Regions from separate parts of the Mus musculus genome. Here region 2 is linked to region 1. A link is a contact called in public HiChIP or PLAC-seq data. All regions are on one chromosome and are shown on one strand. The core of a region is the stretch at or near the end of the contact, and the rest is flanking DNA. Distances in the headings are between cores, read along the strand shown.

What was found. HiChIP or PLAC-seq counts read pairs in DNA pulled down with a chosen protein or histone mark.
Region 2: a FOXA1 HiChIP or PLAC-seq map of pancreatic cancer cells shows a contact between it and region 1. The contact joins two enhancer-like sites. A contact is called at or near these places in 2 of 115 datasets of contacts at active chromatin or transcription factors (microglia and pancreatic cancer cells).

Annotation. Positions count from the first base shown.
Region 1 is chr8:24,418,152-24,420,779 of GRCm38.p6, reverse strand. No RefSeq gene overlaps it. Among named protein-coding and RNA genes, the nearest start is that of Gm30692, 7.1 kb to the right of the region's middle. Within about 2 kb of position 1,314, at least 147 of the 459 cell types and tissues checked have an H3K27ac peak or open chromatin away from gene starts, as enhancers often do. A contact at or near this core is called in pancreatic cancer cells, where this site is marked.
Region 2 is chr8:25,066,837-25,069,464 of GRCm38.p6, reverse strand. The region is part of intron 3 of Plekha2 (pleckstrin homology domain-containing, family A (phosphoinositide binding specific) member 2); the gene reads left to right. Among named protein-coding and RNA genes, the nearest start is that of Htra4, 29 kb to the right of the region's middle. Within about 2 kb of position 1,319, at least 187 of the 459 cell types and tissues checked have an H3K27ac peak or open chromatin away from gene starts, as enhancers often do. A contact at or near this core is called in pancreatic cancer cells, where this site is marked.

The sequences.
Region 1 (2,628 bases), core at 65-2,564:
AGAAGATTTTACAGAGTGTCTGGGGTACACTGTCTCTGTCGGCTTCAAACTACCTCACTAACTCAGAATGCCCACACTTCCCAGAGAAATGCCCTTGGGTAAAGGTCTTCCCCACAACACAGGACGCGCCTGCTCTCTTTCCCAAGCAAGAGCGCCCAGCCCTTCAGAGGTGAGGGAAGCTGACAGGAAATGATTCAGGAACCAGCGGTGCGTTTGCCTTGCCGCCCCTGTGCAGGCAGGAGGGAGCTTGCCATTCCCTGAAAGGCTTACTCAGTTATTCCACAGGCTCTAAAAATTGTGAAACTTCTGTCTGTTCTTTGTCTTTGGCAGTCTCCACCTGTGCAGTGGGCGGGTCTAAACGCTGCCTCCCTGTGAAATCTACTGTGCTCAAATATCTAGTTCTCTCTGTCTCTATCTGTCTCTATCTCTGTGTCTGTCTGTCTCTCTGTCTCTGTCTGTCTGTCTTTCTGTCTCTCTCTCTCTCTCTCTCTCTCTCTCTGTGTGTGTGTGTGTGTGTGTGTGTGTGTGTGTGTGTGTGTGACAGAAAGCTCAGCAAAGAGAGAAAGGTAGCTTTGGGGGATGAGAGGGGAGCTGTTGCCTGAGCTTCAGTACCTGGCATTTGTATTGTGTCTGTAGAATACAGCAACGTGACTCTCCAGACTCACTGTAGCTGCTGTGTGGAAGGAAGGTAGACAAGACGAGGGACAACGGTGTGGACGGAGAGAACAAGGAGACTTGGGTGGCTCTAAACATCAAAGAGGCAGCCTGGGAGAAGTAAGTTTTTGTGGAAGGCACGGCTAGAAATGACACAACAAATCTGTCCTAGAGCCTAGCTGTGCCCCTTGAGGCTGCAGCATCGGAAGTCAGCAGGGCACACCCCAGCTGCGCAGTGTCAGCAGGTTTGGAGTAGGGCTCAGGCAAGTGGCCTACAGTGTGGCAGATTGCTCATGGCCCTCCGGGACTTTTTAGATCTGGGAGAGCTAATCCTGTTTCTCCCTCACTCCACTGCCATTTGTAGTCACTGCAGGGGACACCACTCCTGAAACAGGAGACTACCTAGCATCTAGCACCATGAGAGAACGGAGCCCAGTCAGTCACCACAGACAGTACGATCAAGCAGTAGGCCTTTATGGGGAGTAGCCATGCGTGACTTAGTAGCAGGGAATCTTGGTGGCCTTCTGAAAGGGGAAGGGGTGTGTTCTTCCAGAGTAACACTTTGCCCTTTGAATGTGATTAGCAAGACAGGGATGGTCTATTCTTTAAAGGTCTCCCAGTGACCAAATTTGGCTTCTGAGAACTGACCTGCGGAACTACGCCTGAGTCATGTCTGTTTGCTTCATTGTCTGTCTTGGTTGTCATGGAAACATCACAGCTCAGTCCAAGGGTTCAGATTCCCGAAGTTAGCCTCAAACTAATCTATACAGATAGGTTTGCTTTCTTTGTCAGTCTTCAGTGACATCCTGCCCCACTCAAAGTAGAAGCTGAAGAATTCAACACTGCCCAGGGACAAGCCTAGTCTTTTCATCAGAGTAAAAATGTCCTCCCCTGTGTTTTGCTGGGAGCATGGTAATGATATTTAAAGAAATTCCAGATCACTTCCTGGTTATCTGACTGGAGGATCAAAGTTGTTCCCTTGTTAACATAGAAGCCCCACACATGCGAAAGGAATGTCAGAGCTCTTGACATTGTCTGTTTTGGTTTCATCCCTTAGCAAAATCTCAGGCCAGATCTGAGTAGCTCTGGGCATTTCTCTCGGAAGGATGCTCTCTGATGAGATATTTGGTGAATCTCTATTTCGTTTGATTCCTTGATAATATCTGCAAATCTCTCCAACTCAGACTCAAGGAAGGTTCAGATGGGATGGGTGTATGGTTTTCTTCAGGAGGCTGTTTGAACCAGATGCTCCACAGCCTTGCACCACAGCACAGCACAGTTGCTTGAACGGGGAGGCGATTTGCTTTGTTTATTACCTATACTGTTGAGAGTTATAAGTTGCCACTAACACTGTGCGAGCTCAAGGGGACAAAGAGAAAGGAAGGTGGTAGAGAAACTCACCGTAGATACGTATAAGGTGTCATGATGACTACACAGGGCTAACATGCAAATTACCTAGGACCCGTCTTATTCGAAGTAAGTGCTTACAAATGTCAAATTCCTTTCTCTTTCATTGGTTGGTAGTCATTGCCTGGTTGATATAAGGGAGGAAACATGTCTGATTACAATCCAGATGGATTTACCATTTTGCTAAACGCACAAAGAAACAAATCATATCAACGGAAAAGAGATCGGTGTGGACTGGAACAACAGACATACTTACTATAGTATGTAGACTGAAACTTAACAGTTTTCCCTGTCTTCTGTATCCCATGGAGGATGAGGAGCCATTTTAACAATCATAGATTCACATTCACTGACAGTTCTCTCTCATTATAGGAACCTGGTCCTGTATGAAACCTCAACCTGTTATTTCTATTGATAAATAGTGACTGTGCATCAGCCCCCTGCTCCTCTCTCTGGCTGATAGGGTCTCACACCTCTCTGATAGTGATAACTCCCCCACCCCCGGGAATCACGTAGGGGACGTACTCATCAGTGCTGGTAGTGTTAGTATTGGTATCAGCTGTGGGA
Region 2 (2,628 bases), core at 70-2,569, 650 kb before region 1:
TCTTCACACAGCCAGCCCCCAGCCCTACTGGATCTATTTTTTGAGGGCTTCTGATAGATAACAGGTCCTCCAAAAATACTGGCTATTAACTATTTGTGTGTTGTGGGCTGGGTGTGGACGGGTAGAGAGAGAGACTCCAAAACAGTGATTCTCAACCTGTGGGTCGGGACCCCTTGAGGTGTTGAGCGACCCTTTCACAGGGGTCACCTAAGACCATAGGCAAACACAGAGATTTCCACTATGGTTCATAACTGTAGCAAAATTACAATTAGGAAATAGCAAGAAAATAATTCTATGGTTGGGTAGCATGAGGAACTGTATTTGAGGGCCACAGTTGGACAGAACACAGGGTCCCCAATGAAGGTGATAGAGAAAGTACCCAAGGAGCTGAAGGGGTCTGCAGCCCCATAGGAGGAACAACAATATGAACCAACCAGTACCCCCAGAGCTCCCTGGGACTAAACCACCAACCAAAGAAAACACATGGTGGTGGGACTCATGGCCCTAGCTGCATATGTAGCAGAGGATAGCCTAGTCAGTCATCAATGGGAGGAGAGGCCCTTGGTCCTGTGAAGGTTCTGTGCCCCAGTATAGGGGAATGCCAGGTTAAGGAAGTGGGAGTGGGTGGATTGGTGAGCAGGGGGAGGGGAGAGGGGATAGGAGATTTTTAGAGAGGAAACTAGGAAAGGGGATAACATTTGAAATGTAAATAAAGAAAATTTCAAATAAAAAAAGCAAAGGAAAGGAAAGGAAAGAAGAGAAGAGAAGAGAAGAGAAGAGAAGAGAAGAGAAGAGAAGAGAAGAGAAAAGAAAAGAAGAGGCCACGGTGTTAGGAAGGCTGAGAGCTACTACTGCTCTGGAGAGCCCACTGAAGGGCACTGATAAATTTCCAGATAAATATGCTTACGTATGTACCAACTTGAAAGGCCTCTGATGATTGTGTGGGTGGCTTTCTTACTTTGTTGCGGGACAGTCTCCTCTGACACTGGGGCATGCTTTTGAGTTCTCCAAGACCTTCCTCTGCTTTTGTCCCGGGTGCTGAGAGGCCTCACTTCCGGCCAACGGCAGACAGGGTGTGGCTGGCCCTCACGGTGTCCCGACGCTTGGGTGACGCTTAGGTTGCTACTGCGTCTGATAATCGAAAGCTCCTGAGACTGTCCAGCTGCCAGGTGGCTCTTCTGCGTCACTCGTGGGGGGCCCCAAGGGTATTCTTTTCTTCACCCCGACACTCTCTCGATGTTGGCGTGCTCACAGGACCTGCCAGCCGACCACTGTTGGGCAGTGACTCAATTGTGTCTGCCTTGTGGTATGAGAATGTTTGTGCCTGGGTGCCCTCGCTTGAGTCAGACTGTTGGATGTCCTCACCCACCTGTGGCCACACTGCTTCCTGTAGGGCCTGTGCTCTTCCTGTGTTTGAAGATGGTTGTAGCCTGACACTGTCACCAACGGGTGGAAGGTAGATGCGGGGGGGGGGCAGGGGGGGGCTGTCCAAGCCTCTGGGGGCAGGCTGTCAGGGACAGGCCAAAGTCAGAGTTCTGCAACAGCCCTTCTCTGTGGACGTAGCCACAGGTGGACAAATTAATTTTTCGTGCCTGCTGCCCTGTGTCTGTGAGAAGGACATTTACCTTCTCACGTTGGTGTTACTAAGGGAGAAACTGGTCTATGGAGGTTCTTAACCCTGGTCTACAGCTAATCAGGACAGAACAGGGATCAATCTCATTAGTTTGGCAATGAATTACTTTGCCCAACAACACTTCCATGCTAAGCCATGAGGCTGGGGCACACTGTAAATGCACATGCATGTGGACCCTCCGACTATAAAGTGCATATACGAATATGAACAAGCAGAAAGCCGTGTATGGCCTTTGGAAGCTCTGGTTCTCACAATAACTGCATGGGTAGCATTTTCCCAGGCTGACTAATCAGTGCAGTGAGCATGATCATTTGTAATCCACGTGGGGTCAAAGGGTCAGCCAGTGGCACTCTGTTCAGCCGGTGATAAATAGGAGTCTCCCCAGGAAAGGGCGATGCTACAGACAAGGTAGAGAGGATCTTAGGGACCAAGCTTCTCAACTCCATCAAAATTGCCAGCTGGATGAGAAGGAAGCTGGGAGGTGGGTGGGTTCCTAGGGCCAGAAAACAGCAGGTCCGTGACACTCAGGGTTAATGCAGGAACCCAGCCAAGCACAGCACAGCACAGCCCAACCCAACCCAACACAGCACAACCCAGCCCAGCCCAGCATACTATAGCATAGCATAGCATAGCATAGCATAGCATAGCATAGCATAGCATAGCATAGCATAGCATAGCATAGCATAGCATAGCCCAGCCCAGCCCAGCCCAGCCCAGCCCAGCCCAGCCCAGCCCAGCCCAGCCCAGCCCAGCCCAGCCCAGCCCAGCACAGCACAGCACAGCACAGCACAGCACAGCCAAGCATAGCATAGCCCAGCACAGCACAGCCCAGCATAGCCCAGCACAGCACAGCACAGCCTAGCCCAGCCCAGCCCAGCCCAGCCCAGCCCAGCCCAGCCCAGCCCAGCCCAGCCCAGCCCAGCCCAGCCCAGCCCAGCACAGCACAGCCCAGCACAGCATAGCCCAGCATAGCACAGCACACACAGCACAGCACA